3 separate regions of the Mus musculus genome follow, and all the other regions are linked to region 1. Evidence: chromatin contacts called from public Hi-C data. All regions are on one chromosome and are shown on one strand. The core of a region is the stretch at or near the end of the contact, and the rest is flanking DNA. Distances in the headings are between cores, read along the strand shown. Region 1 holds the start of Elfn1 (leucine rich repeat and fibronectin type III, extracellular 1). Region 2 has its middle 25 kb from the start of Gm38727. Region 3 overlaps Elfn1 (leucine rich repeat and fibronectin type III, extracellular 1).

Evidence for each region. A called contact is a pair of places that touch in the nucleus more often than the background predicts.
Region 2: a Hi-C map of rod photoreceptor shows a contact between it and region 1, with 2.1 times the contacts expected there. The contact joins the enhancer-like site here to the promoter of Elfn1 in region 1. A contact is called at or near these places in 13 of 39 promoter capture datasets (the 3T3-L1 cell line, 3T3-L1-derived adipocytes, the C10 cell line and 9 more), 1 of 15 datasets of contacts at CTCF or cohesin (the NIH/3T3 cell line), 7 of 484 Hi-C or Micro-C datasets (embryonic stem cells, nephron progenitors, neural progenitor cells and 3 more), 4 of 115 datasets of contacts at active chromatin or transcription factors (double positive thymocytes and embryonic stem cells) and 1 of 9 other capture datasets (liver).
Region 3: a contact with region 1 is called in a Hi-C map of the N1E-115 cell line, with 4 times the contacts expected there. The contact joins the enhancer-like site here to the promoter of Elfn1 in region 1. A contact is called at or near these places in 8 of 39 promoter capture datasets (the 3T3-L1 cell line, the C10 cell line, HPC-7-derived erythroid cells and 5 more), 19 of 484 Hi-C or Micro-C datasets (CD4 T cells, the N1E-115 cell line, the Patski cell line and 10 more) and 9 of 115 datasets of contacts at active chromatin or transcription factors (embryonic limb bud, embryonic midbrain, embryonic stem cells and 4 more).

Annotation. Positions count from the first base shown.
Region 1 is chr5:139,906,344-139,911,038 of GRCm38.p6, reverse strand. Elfn1 (leucine rich repeat and fibronectin type III, extracellular 1) reads right to left here and starts at 3,173. Exons shown (of 2, transcript NM_001384186.1): 1 at 2,226-3,173.
Region 2 is chr5:139,858,908-139,863,494 of GRCm38.p6, reverse strand. No RefSeq gene overlaps it. Among named protein-coding and RNA genes, the nearest start is that of Gm38727, 25 kb to the right of the region's middle. Within about 2 kb of position 2,709, at least 14 of the 459 cell types and tissues checked have an H3K27ac peak or open chromatin away from gene starts, as enhancers often do. A contact at or near this core is called in rod photoreceptor, where this site is marked.
Region 3 is chr5:139,963,038-139,967,819 of GRCm38.p6, reverse strand. The region is part of intron 1 of Elfn1 (leucine rich repeat and fibronectin type III, extracellular 1); the gene reads right to left. Among named protein-coding and RNA genes, the nearest start is that of Elfn1, 58 kb to the right of the region's middle. Within about 2 kb of position 3,234, at least 19 of the 459 cell types and tissues checked have an H3K27ac peak or open chromatin away from gene starts, as enhancers often do. A contact at or near this core is called in the N1E-115 cell line and rod photoreceptor, where this site is marked.

The DNA of each region.
Region 1 (4,695 bases), core at 1,924-4,423:
CCAGCAGCCCCTACCATCAGTCTCTGAAAGCAAACTCAAAGGCAGGGGTCTGACTCCCCATATCTCTAGGTTTCCCCTTGGCCTGGTTCCCCTACCATTGCTACAGGTCTGGTAATCATCTGAGATCTGGGATTACCGTGGTTTGTGTACTAAGCATTGTGGTAGTACAGTCCCCCTAGGTTCACTAGTCTGGATTTTGCTCCTCTGACCCCTTCCACAAAGAATAAGCAAACCGAGGTCCAGGTTCCCAGAGCGCCCTTGACCAGTACAACCCCACCCTCAAGGTAAGTTTGTGGCTTCCCAGGGTCAGCTGTCTGCAGGAGGGGGTGGAAGGTTCTAGGAGGTTTTCCAAGAGGGAAAACACCGGTAGTTCTTCCGGTGGAAGGGTCCCCAGGACATCCAATGTTGGAGTACCCAGTTGTCGGGGTGGCAAGACCGAAAATTAGGGTTGACTAGTAGAGGGTCATTCAGACCCTCCAGGTCACATCCCCCAATCTTCCAGCTGCTCAGCTGGTTGTAACCAAAATCCGGGAGTCCCTTGGGGCCGCCCCTCCCCCGAGCCGGACAGATCGGGCCGTTTGCTTGTAAGCCATTAATTCTATCACAGAGACGCCGGCGCCGCCACGCGAGGACATCTGTCAGGGACCCATCACTGTGTTCCACGCCCCCTGCTCTCCCCAGACCCAGAGAAGCGGAAAAGATGCGCCACCTCAGCTCTCCACACTCTGAGGTTGCTGAAGCGGGCTCGGAAGCAAAGAACCCGAAGGGGGCGGGGCCCCAGCACCCTTGGGACAAAGATTCTCCCAGCTGTTCGGAGAGTGGCTTCTGCAACCTTCTATCCCAGACAGGAAGAAGTGCCCAACTCCCCCTGTTCCCCAAATACTAGTGACCACTCAGACTCTGACCTGAGCCTTGGGGTGAGGTGGAGAGAGGGCACGGAATCCTCCAGATACCTCAGGGTGTAGGAAGGAGACACTGGGGGGTGGGGCAAGAAGACACTGGCTTCTTCCCTCACAGGGAACAGAGCACTTCACCTCCAAACCCTTCTGGGATCTTCGCAAGCTCTCCATAGAGAGAGCTTGTCTGCTCACCACAGCCCCTAGGCAGCTGCTGGTGAATGTGTCATGCGTGGGCGATGGGTCGCAAGGACTCGAAACTGGCTGGGGATGATCCCGTTCATGCCTAGCAGGCTGGCCCGGGAGATTTCACTCCCATCCCCTTGTGTGTATGGGGGTGGGATGGGGGTGCAGAAAGGATGTTTGGATGTTGAGACATCGACCTGGGCTCATGACCCCAGGTAGTCACAGTTCAGAGCAGGCTTATCTGGGAAGAGAAAAAGTTAGGGGAGTGGGAGGTGACACCTCAAAGTCTGAGGGGAATGAGTAGAAGAAAAGGGGAGGGCAGGCGACGGAATGGGACCCATGAAAACTGAGGAGGGTCAGTCTCTGGCTGGGGTCTGGAAGCACCTCGCAGCCAGTGGTTTTCCCAGTCCCTACAGGCTCTTGTCAAAGGCGCCTGTTAATAACTAGAAGCCAGTTCCTTCCAGGGAGCTGGACAGAGCCCCGGCACCCGGCTGGGGTGGGGGTGCGGGTCTTACATTACCCTCCCCACGGCTCCAGCGCCTGGAGACCAGTGTGCAGAACGAAGGCGAGGTCCCACCACCCACTTTTTCTCCTCTTTGAACTACGAGTGGAGGTATTCGGACTGGGGGGGGGCAGCTTCTGGGCCAACTTGGGGCACTAAGGCCGTCCCATGCACCCTACAGCAGACCGACCCCACCACGGCCTAGGCAGCACGCTCAGCAAAGTTTCGGGTCCTCGGTGGTGCTTCCTAATCCGAGGTGGGGGCAGGGGACCCAAGCCCAGGCGCTCCGATCGGCGGAGTCGGGAGGGAAGTTTGTCCAGCCAGAGATCGGCGATCGAGAACTTCGGGTTTTGGGAAGGCGGCTGAGTGGAGGGCGCCCTGGAGCCTCAGACTAAACGCGCTGCATCTGAAACCCCCCGGGTGAAGAGGGGACTCGGTCCAGGTGCGGACGGCCAGGACACGGCGAGGGGGACTGAGGCGATAGGGGCAACCAGGGCTGCGGGAGCCGTTGGGGACTCCCGCGCCACCCGGGAAGCCGGCGAGAGCGTATCCTTCCTGCCCCTCCCCCTCCAGGGGCGGGGACCTGTGGACCCCACGTCTGCGGCAGAGGGGACCACCACTCGCTGCACACCCCTTCCTACCTGAACGGGGTTGTGGCCCCCAGGGTTGAAGGCTCGATCACCGGCTAGCAGAGCACGCGCGCCGAAGTCCCCGGAGCGCCGCGGTGGCGGTGGCGGCGGCGGCGGCGGCTGCCCCTGCTTCCTCCTCCTCTTCCTCCTCGGGGTTCTTGCTGGCTCCAGACAGACCTCCTCCCCCTCCCGCGTTGCCCGCCCCTCCCGGAGCCCGCCGGGCTTGAGGATCGGCCTCTCGCCGGGAGCGGAGAGGAGCCTGCGGGAGCCGGGCTGCGGCGCTCACTGCGTCAAGAGCCGGGGACCGCGCGATCGGAGCAGCCCCGGACCGGCCGGGCAGGCGGGGCGGCCGCGGCGCCGGCGACGCCGAAGGGGCCGGGCGGCTCCGGCTCTCGAGCTCGGGAGCGGGCGCGGCGGCAGCGGCCGCGGCGACGCGAGGCGGTGGTTCATTTTGTGAGCGCGAGGCAGGTCGGACGTGGGAGCCGCGCGGGGAGGGGACCGGAGCAGGGGCGGGGGCCGCTGCACGTCCATAGGTTGCCCCGGGAGGGGATCAAGGCTCCCTGAGGGGAAGTTGGCTGGAGCCGGGGGGACATCTCAGGACGCCGCAACACAGCCTCGCCTCCTTTTCCTGGCTTTGCCTGCGTCCCCTGCCCGCGTCCCAGGCCACTGAGCTAAGAGCCGTGGAGCCCAAGTCCCCGAGTGTCATGGGGTTGGGACCCTTCGTGGCGATGGGAGGTGGGTACGAGAGGCAGAGATGTGCACGCGCGTACAGTCACGCCTGTGCACACACACGCACCCGCAGGAAGCCATGTAGAAGTTGACCCCGAAGTCAGACCCTATGTAAGCGCGCGTGTCACAGCTCCACCCGCAGGGACGATTGTTTCACGGGGCGGGCGGCGGGGAGGGGAGAATCAGAGATGGTACAAGGTTGTCAGGCCCTCCGAGATGCAACATTCTCTCTTCCCACCAGGGACTTGCTCTCTCCTAAGGTCACCGACCCCCTTCACAGTCCCTCCTCTCTGCATTGTATGTCACCACCCCCTTGGGCTGAGAGGCCGGGAGGCGTGAGATCAGCCTGGCACCTTCCCATTCCCGGAAGGTTCCGAGTAGTGGATTCCCCTCCCACTAGCCTCTGTGTGTGTGGGGGGGGGGAGTTAATGTGTGCTTTCCGGGGATCCAAGTCATCCCTCTGGGGCTGTCCACCCTCCCACCCACCCCCACCCCCCACCCCCATGGTTCCAGGAACACTGACTGAGCCCGCTGGTATCCCATTCCCTACCGCGCCCCTTCCCCAGGCGGTAGCTTTGGCCTTGGGTTGAAAATCAAAATCAAGTTCAAGAGCGCCCTCGCCGGGCTAAGGCCTTGCGCACAGCTTTCGAGCCTCCGTGCGCTTGCGGAGCTGAAGGACCCCCCTTTGGGCAGAGTGGGTGCAACCCTTTTTGGACGCCTCCTCCGAGCTGGAGCACTCTCAAGAGCCAGGCTTCGGGACACAATGCCAACGAAGGGGACTGGAGCCGCAGAGTGCAGCCAAGTATACATAGTAAGGGGCGAGGAGAGGCTGGGGGCGGGGACTTGTCCCTTGGGTTGCCAGACCACCAGGGACCAGCATGGGAATAGCCTGAACCTTGGAGTAGCGCGGCCAGAGGACCAGGAGCTTCCCGAGCTCGGGTCCTGTGGCCTGTCCTGCGACTCGACTAGATCCAGCCTGCAGCACCGGCAGGCAGCCCACACTTGGCCGATCCTAGGCTTTCCCCAGCCCCATTTTTCCTTTGGAACCCTGAGGAGTGAGATTCCAGTTAGGGACTGAGGGTAGAGGAGGCTCTATCGTCTTTCCGGTGGATTCTTAGACACAGAGCATGGTGGTCAAGGACAGAGCTGTGGGTCTACCCTTGCTCAGACCTCAAGAGAATCCAGCCGGGACTGAAGGCTCCAAAGCCTGCTTTTAGGGTAGCTTTTGCCGGGCCCTTCAAAAAAACAAAAAACAAAAAACAAGCCAGGCACCCCTCAAGCTGGGAAGGCCACAAGCTAACCCCTGGCCAGAGCCACGGGGATGAGGCCAGAGCTTTCTCCTGGTTCTCTCATCTCCCGCCCCGCCCCCATTCCTCCCTTCCTCTCCCATTCTCCTGAGCCATGTCACTAGCAGGCATGTGTACATGACCCAGGGTGGACACTATGTATGTTGCACCCACACGTTTGCAGAGCAGGTTCACACCTAACGGGCACACCCCATAATTCACCCCTTAGCCCACCCTCATGAAGAACATGAAGTTCTGGCAGAAGTTCACACACATCTTTGCCGACGCCCACGCCTCCCCCCTCCCCACAACCAGGAACCTTACCAAGAAGTTATAGAGTAGGGCTTCAGTCGCCAAGGCACCCCAGCCTGCTCCAGGGTTGCACAAACCCCCGGTCCATACCTGGGTTTCTGTAGTGGTGTGCGACTGCAAACATCATTCCAGAAAGGCAAAGATGTCTATCCTGG
Region 2 (4,587 bases), core at 1,460-3,959, 47 kb after region 1:
TCTAGTCTACACACATATATGCACATGTGTGACAGACACATACACATATATACACCACATACACAAATACAGAAAGACATATGTACACACATGCCACATGCAACACACATATACATAACACATATATACTATATATATACACATGCCACATATACTACACCTATGCAATATATCCATACATATCATACACATCACATGCAACACACATGTCACACATATGTAGCATGTAATAACACACACGGAGAATCTTTGCCCCCTTCTACAATGGGAGATCCTGGCTAGAAGACACCATTTATGAAGCAGGACACCACCCTCACCAGACACTAAGTTCACTTAGCATGGTGGCTATGAACTTCTACCCCACAGAAGTGTGAGAAACCACAGTCTCCCATGGATAAATTTTCCTGTTTGCAGGTTTTTGTTACAGGGGCCCAAGTGGACAGATGCCCCTCCACCACAATTAGAGCACAGTGGGACCTTAGCTTCAGAGTTCCCAGCTACATTGGGACGCCCTTTGTTTCTGGCTTCCTGGCATGAGCTGTCTGTCTAGGAATGGGGCGGTGCCTGGCACATAGCCCAGGCTGAGGAATACTGGATAGAAAGCAACTAACCACCAAGTTCGTTCTTTCATTCGTTTTTGTTTGTTTGTTTTTTGTTTTTTGAAACAGAATCTCATGTAACCCAGTTTGCCTTGGTGTGTGTGTTGTATGTATGTATGTATGTATGTATGTATGTAACATATATGCGCCAATTGTATGTGATGTGTATGTTGTAAGAATGTAGAATGTGTATGTCAGGTGTGTTGTATATGTATTATGTGTGTGTTTTCTGTACATAGCATGTGTATGTATGAGAGCTATTTATTCTATTTATTTTTATGTAGTATGTGTGTACATATGTGTATGCATCTGTATGTGATATGTGTATGTGTATGTGCTTTATGTATGTGGCATGTGTGTTATATGTGTGTGGTATATATATATATATGTTGTGTATGTGCATATGTATATGGGGTGTGTGTGTGTGTGTGTGTGTGTGTGAGAGAGAGAGAGAGAGAGAGAGAGAGAGAGAGAGAGAGAGAGAGTTATGTATGTGTGGAGCCAGAGGACAATCTCCGGCACTGTTCCTCAAGCAAGATGTACCATTTCTTTCAAAACAGGGTGTCCACTGCCTTGAAACTCACTGATTCTGCTAGATGAGTTTCAGTGGTTTCTCCTGTGTCTGCCTCCCCATCCCTGGGTCACAACTATGCATGACCACTATAGCCCACGTCTTACACGAGTTCTGTGGGTGGAGCTCGGTCCTTGTGCTTATATGGCAAACACCTCATGGACTGAGTCATGTCTGCAGCCCCCAGATCTCACTACATGTTTTGGGACAGTCTCAGACCAAGCTCCTTCAGCCCCTGCCTCCCTGGAGTGTGGTTCCCGGCACTGGCCACCATCTTGGCTCCTGTCTCTAAGTGCTCAGATCTGTCACTTGTGACTCCACTGAGCACCCAGCCATCCACCAACCACAGAACTTTCCAGGCTGGTTTTTCCAGTGGAAGCAAGACCTTCCCCAGGTAACCTGAAGCTCTGAGCTCTGAAGGGCCCTGTCTCTGCAGCTTTCACCCCATCCCCAAAGAAGTTGTTCCTAATGGAACTGCGTGTGCTAAGAGTCACAGGTATGGGCTGGTGAGATGGCTTAGTGGCTAAGAGCACCCGACTGCTCTTCCAAAGGTCCAGAGTTCAAATCCCAGCAACCACATGGTGGCTCACAACCATCCGTAACAAGATCTGACTCCCTCTTCTGGTGTGTCTGAAGACAGCTACAATGTACTTACATATAATAATAAATAAATCTTTAAAAAAAAAAAAAAGAGTCACAGGTATGCAGTGAAGCCATCATGTGTCCCAGGCCCCTGGTATGTGCAGTTCTCCAGGAAACTCCTTCTTACCTCAGCAAGTCTAACTGGGCACCGTTTTCCTTCTAGGACCTGTGACAGCAGGGTACTTTCACAGTCTTTGCTGTTGAAGAATTAGAGCGTCTCTTGAGGAATATGTATGATGGTATATTCCTGTAATCTCGACACTGGGAAAAGCTGAGCCAGAAGGATGCCATGAGTTCAGGGCCAGCTTGGGCTAAAACACAATAGATTCAAGTCCAACCTGTCTCAAAAAGGCAAAACAAACATCTAGATAGATAAGAAGCCACTTAGATTAGAGGTGTCCTCTACAGAGTCTTTCGGTGACACAATGGTCTTATCCTCCATGGTCCCCCGTTTCTCCTGCTATAAACTTGACCTGACTGCCAACCCTGGCATAGGGCATTCAGAACTGCCTCTCAGGGACCTCTCCCTAAGCTAGCCCATCCCACTCCAGGAGGAAGGTACCTCAAACCTGGGACCACACTGGAGACGCCAGAAGGCAGAGTGATGCCTGAATCCAGTTTCTCAGGCCAATTTAGTACAGCCCCAGCCTGGCTGGGCCACCCCGCCTCAGCAGTCCCCCTAGGCTGGCAATCGGCAGACGCGGTCAAGTGGATCTAAGGCGCCTCTAATTGGCTTCTTGACGATTTGGAAGCTAACGAAAGCTATGCTCGACTCATCTTTAATTGGCATGGGGCCGCTGGAGATGCCAGTGTGGGGAGAGCTGTGGGGCCTGGCTGACACCAGACTGTCATTAATGCTGCTGTGCTGCTCTGTGAAGACCCATCCTCCCGCTCTGTCCCTCCCGGAGCCCTGGGCTCAGCTACCCACTCCACCTCACCGCTAGGTCTCCTCAGCCAGCTCCATCCACTGCAACTCTCTGTGTGGGTGATGAGAGACCCAGACCTTGTATGCCCCACCCTGGAAAAAATGGTTCTGTTCGTGGATAAGGACTCCCCTCCTCCTCTCTTCCTTCCCACTTCCTCTTTTTCACTTCTTCCCCTCCTTTCCTTCCCCTCCTTTTCCCCTCCCTCCCTCCCTCTGTCATTAAAGCATTCACTTTTCCAGCTGGGACTCAGGCTCATTGGCAGGCAGCATTCTTTGTGTGGTCAGTCCTACAGGAAGACAAAGGTCTCCTGCTAGGGAGTGCGGAGCTGCCCACCACAAGCCCTGAAAGGCCAACTACATCAGCAGTTCTCAACCTGTGGCTCACAAGCCCTTTCACAGGGGGCACCTATCAGATATCCTGCATATCAGATATTTACCTTAGGATTCATAACAGTGGCAAAATTACAGTTATGAGGTAGCAAGGAAAATAATTTTATGGTTGGAAGTTACCGAAACATGAGAGACTATAAAGGGTGCCAACATCGGGAAGGTTAAGAACCACTGAGCTACATTGTCCAGAACCAAGGGACAACCCAGCCCAGGGATTCTTCCGGGAGCCCTTGTGTGTCCCTACAGTATGATCCAGAAACCCTGACACAGCCTCTAATTGTTCACATCACTTTTTTTTAAAAAATGTATATGAATACATTGTCGCTGTCTTCAGACACATCAGAAGAGGGCATCAGATCCCATTACAGATGGTTGTGAGCCACCATGTGGTTGCTGGGATTTGAACTCAGGACCTCTGGAAGAGCAGTCAGTGCTCTTAACCACTGAGCTATCTCTCCAGCCCCACATCGACATTGTTGCATACACACTTTTATGTGTGTTCACACGTTCATGTGTGTGCAGCTGGGTGTGTACAGGTGTAGAGTGAAGCCCAGAGGTCAACCTTGGATGTTGTTCCTCAGGAGCCATCCCTACTTGTTTAGTGTATGTCTCAGAGAGAGGTAGAGAGGAGGAGGGATGGGATATGCATGTGCCACGGTGTACATGTGAGACGTCAGAGGACAACCTCGTGGAACTGGCCCTCTCCTTCCATAAATATGCCATATATGCCATTGGGGGGATCAAACTCAGATCACTGGTATTAATTCCCAAACTCTTTTTCCCACTGACCCATTTCTCAGTGGATCAACATTGTTTTTAAGAAAATCCTTGTCATTGGCACCCAAGGCTCACAGATTTGGCTACACTAGATGTCCAGGGAACACCAGAGATCCACTTGTCTCTTCAGTGGGGGTCTTGCAAGTGTGGGCCACCATACCTGGCCTTTTAAGCCTATGATGAAGATCAAACCTGATCCCTACGCTGGATGGAGACACCTCTCCAGCCCCCTTTTAAAAATCAATTATAAAGTGTTTTGGGCATGCAGTGGGCATGCAGTGAGCATGTAGTTGGCATGCAGTGGATGTGCAGTGGGAGTGCAGTGGGCTGTAGTGAGCTTACAGTGGGCTGCAGTGAGCATGCAGTGGGTGTGTAGTGGGCATGCAGTGGGCTGCAGTGGTTTGCAGTGGGCCACAGTGAGTGTGCAGTGAGCATGCAGTGGGCATGCAGTAAGCGCTGAAGATGAAGCGGATGTACATGCTATGCCAAGCCTGTATGTCTGAGTATCTCTTTTATGTGTGTTTAAAAGCCTGTATATCTTTGGTATCTCTTGGGACCTGAAGCCCAGCCCCTACTACCCATGACTACCAAGGGCCAAACAAGGCCAAAGGCTCCTGTCTCTTGCCACAGGGCCTCAAGCAAGAGGGTACAGTAGCTCTGCTAGAGCGCTGACTGACTGGACT
Region 3 (4,782 bases), core at 1,985-4,484, 57 kb before region 1:
AGGCTATCCCTTAATGCCTTCCACTTGACTGAACCCCGACTGGTCTCCATATCCCTGACATCTCCTAGATTGCAGGTGAGGTGTGCAGATATGGGGGCCAGTGAGGCACTCCAAGGCCTACTGGGGGAGGCAGACTCCGTTTACAGAGTGCAGGAGCCAAGCTTGGGTGCTGGCTCAGCTCACTAGGACCAGGGACCTATCAGAGGTAGGAAGCCTTGAATCACAGCGAGGGCCCAACCTCCTGGCCTGGGTGGCGATGGCAGAGGTCCCTGAGGGGGAGAATTAGACATTTAAAGAAATGTCCCAGGGGGAGATGGCTCAGTTGCTACAGCACTTTCCATGTGAACGTGAAGAGCTGGATCCAGAGCCTTGTAACCTAAAAAGCTAGGTGTGTGACCATGGTGCTGGGGAGGCAGAGACAGGAGTGTCCCTGAGGCTTGGTGGCCAGATCGCTCAGCTGAATCCACGAGGTCCGGGCTAGTGAGACCCTGTCTCAAAAAGAAAAAAAAAATAGAGGCTGACTTCTGACCTCTGTGTGCAGTACATACATGCGCGCATACACATCTGCATTCATATGTACACATACAGAAGGAAGGAACAAGGGAGAGAGGGAGGGAGGGAGAGACGGAGGGAGGGAGGGAGGGAGGGAGAGAGGGAGGGAGGGAGGGAGGGAGAGAGGGAGGGAGGGAGGGAGGGAGGGAGAGAGGGAGGGAGGGAGGGAGGGAGAGAGAGAGGGAGGGAGAGAGGGAGGGAGGGAGAGAGGGAGGGAGAGAGGGAGAGAGGGAGGGAGAGAGGGAGAGAGGATCTATCACAGGCCAAAGGAGCATCATCCAATGATTCCCTAGGAGCAATCAGAGGATGAAGAGGCTTTTCTGATGGACTCTCATTAGACACCCGACTCACAGACTGACAGGCCTGGGCAGCAAGCAAACCAACTTCCTGCCATAGCCTGCTCTGTGCCTGGTTCTCTCCACAGCAGGGGGAAGCTGAGCATAGAGTGTAAGCACAGCAGAGGACCCTCAGAGAACCATGAACACAGCCCGGCAGGAGAGAAGAGAGCAGGAGAGATGCATCTGGGCCACGGCTGCTGGGCAGGGCATTCAATGGAAGGCCTTAGCAGATAAAACCAGTAGGCAGGAAGGAGGATGTGCACCCCCAACAAGGGAGGGGTCGAGGGTACAAGGTCATGTGATCAGAGCCCTCACTCTTTAGGGGGTGTGGGGTGTTTGGAGGGCAGAGTAGTCAGTGCCAAGTAGTATCCCTGGCTACAGTGAGTGGCTTCATGGGCAGAATTGGGGGAGGACCCGGGTAATAAGAGGTGGGACGTGTGGCTTTAGTTCCTGTCCAGTTCTTCCCCTCTCTGCTCCTCGCCACTTCTCTCCTCTTACAACAAAGGTGTAGTCAGGGGCCAGAGAAACTGAGAGTGAGGAGTCAAGCCAAGCCTCTCATTTCTAAACCCAGGCCTGTTTTTCCATCTGAGTCTCTTTGGGTACCTGCAGGGTTATTCATACAGTGAAAGGGCCAGAGCCTGGTGTCCGGGAATGACTGTTGAACACATGCACACACACACACACACACACACACACACACACACACACACATGCGCATACACACAGACAGACAGACAGACACACACAGATGCATGCACACACACACAGAGACATACATACACACAGAGACACACACGCACACAACCATGCACATACACAATGCATACACACACATACACACACAACCATGCACACACACACACATGCATACACACACATACGCACACAGGACCTCTTTAGCCCACGACACGGTGGGGATGACAGACTGAACTGTGTTTGTAATGTTGTCCCAACCCCACAGCCCTTCACTGATGATGAATTTCAGTGTGGTGTTCCAGGTTTTTAAACTTCTTATGGTCTGATTTGTATAATCATGGCGGACGAATAGGACTGATCACGTGTGTCTAAAAATATGGGCCCCATCTTCAATCATGGAGCCAGAAATGCAGCCAGGCCAGAGCTGGATCCGAGCCAAGTGGAGTGGACTTGCTTCCGCATCCTGCACCCCCAGGGGCAGCCCGGGCCGAGGGCCAGGGCGGGGACGCATAAAGATGGGTGGAAAGCTATCGATCGATAACTTTTCACTGTCCCAATGTTTTGCCAATAGATCATGTTTACTGCTAGTGCCCGCCTGCCTCTGCAGCAGGGCTCCAGCCAGAACTGTCCGGCAACGCTCTGCGGCAGAGCCCGCGGGCTATGATGGGCAGGCCTGGGAGGCTGAGGCTGCACGGACCCAGCCTGGCCAAGAGCAGACAGGGGCCAGCCTGCTCCCTTGCTCCTCTGCTCGGGTTGACGCGCTAAGGTTGGTCTGGCTAAGCTCTGACTGGGTGACCTTGGGAAACTTAATGACCCTCTCTGAGCTTCATTCACCTTCCCACTCTGTCAAGTGGAGATGAGCTTGGCCCTCCCTCCTGGGGTGATGATAAGGAAGCCTGCGCCTTGTTATTTAAGGTTTCTAGGACGTTTGTACAGGGCGTTTTCTCTGCTCTTTCTGGACAGTTTTCTAGACCCTCCTTAATCTAAGGAGGCAGTGGAGAGAGACCTTGTACAGCAGTGTGGGTGGAGAGATAGGAAAGGCCCAGGGACCACTCTAGCCCACAAAGGCTGCCTGGGCCTTGCCTATACACCCAGCATCCCTTCCCCCTTCCCCTGTCACCAGTTCAAGTTCAGCCTGGCCAGGAGTTAAAAATGGCTAAATCAGCAGTCTGGATCCTTGGGCTTGGTCACAGGGTCAGGTGGGGCACACCCTGTCCTCCGATTGGCCAGGGACTGGAGACAATATACTTGCCCATGCTATGCTCCTCCCTATGAGAGCTCAGAGATCACTAAGGAGGGTCAAGATGACAGGGAGACTGTCTAATGTCAGATGACCTTTCGGGAGAACCTCTGGTCTTGACCCATCTACTCAGAGCAGGAACACTCTGCAAACACATAGCCAGGACAGCTCCCTGCCCCATCTACATTTATTGAGCATCTACTGGATGCCAAAGCCATCCAGACAGAGGGTGGGGATGGAGGGAAGGGAGGAAGGGAGAGGGAGAAGGAGAAGCTCAGAGAGGGAAAGCCAGCCAGGAACCAGTGACCAGCAAAAGACTTCGGCAGGCAATTTGCAGATAAGTAGTCTCCTGACTCACTCCAAACTTCCACAGGGGACTGTGGAGCTGGAGCCAGATGCATAAGGCAGCCAACATCCCCCGAGAGGCCCCAGCCTGGAGATGCAGGGAGCAGAGCCTAGTTTGCGGTTTCCTTCCCAACTAGAGCTGGGGCCCCGATCACTCCCTGTGGCCCTCCCTTCCTCCCTCCCTTTGCTGCTCCAGGCTGCTCTGAAGTTAATTAGGGACCCAAACACTTAATGGTCTCTGAAGCTTCCACCGGGCATCTTTTTAAATTAAAAAAGATGATGTATTGCACCATTGGAGGGAGAAATCAGTCCGCAAAGGCTCCCTGTTCAAGCGCTGGCAGGCATCTTTGGAGGAGGGTGCCAGGCTGGTCCCTGAAGATGACAGACAGTGTGTGACCCTCTCCAGGAACTCTGCCACGGTCCCCATCATCAGACAGAGAGACTCATTTAAAAGCAACCATGGGCCTGGGTGTCCCATCACACCCCCCATAACTCTGGCAGCCAGGAGGTTCTATCTTTAGTCTGACCTGAATCTTTCCAGTTGTTTTGAGAGAAGGCTGGTTTGAGGTCTGCTGTTCTCTACTAGAGTTCTGCTGACCTCTGAGAGCCCCTGAGTTCCAGAAAGCCCCTTTCTGATTCTCCTGACCTCAAGAACTCTGATCCTATTTGGGGGCTTGCTATTGACCTGGTGGAAGGGCCAGGAATTATACTGTAGGAGGCTGGCTGGTACCCAAAGACAACGTGGGCCAGATCTCACTGTAGTCTACCACCCAGGCCTGGGTACAGACACAGTGACCATCCACAAGCTACTCACCAGGTCACGCTGACCCTTGTGCCCTCAGCCCCTTGGCAATTTTTCATGCACTAAAGATCTGGAGACCATGTCTGCTAAAGACAAGGGGAGATTTGAAGATATGGCAAAGGCTGACAAGGCTCGTTGTGAAAGAGAAATGAAAACCTACATCCCCCCCAAAAGGGAGACCAAAAAGAAGTTCAAGGACCCCAGTGCACCCAAGAGGCCTCTCTCAGCCTTCTTCTTGTTCTGTTCTGAGTACCGCCCCCAAATCAAAGGTGAGCATCCTGGCTTATCCATCGGTGATGTTGCAAAGAAACTAGGAGAGATGTGGAACAACACTGCATCGGATGACAAGCAGCCCTGTGAGAAGAAGGCTGCCAAGCTGAAGGAGAAGTACGAGAAGGATATTGCTGCCTACAGAGCTAAAGGAAAACCTGATGCAGCGAAAAAGGGGGTGGTCAAGGCTGAAAAGAGCAAGAAAAGGAAGAGGAAGATGAGGAGGAGGAAGAGGAAGAGGAGGAAGAAGAGGAAACGAAGATGAAGAAGAAGATGATGAATAAGTTGGTTCTAGCGCAGTTTTTTTCTTGTCTATAAAGCATTTAACCCCCCTGTACACAACTCACTCCTTTTAAAGAAAAAAGAAAAAGAAATGTAAGGCTGTGTAAGATTTGTTTCTAAACTGTACAGTGTCTTTTTTTTATATAGTTAACACACTGCTGAATGTGTCTTTAGATAGCCCTGTCCTGGTGGTATTTTCAATAGCCACTAACCTTGCCTGGTACAGTCTGGGGGTTGTGAATTGGCATGGAAATTTA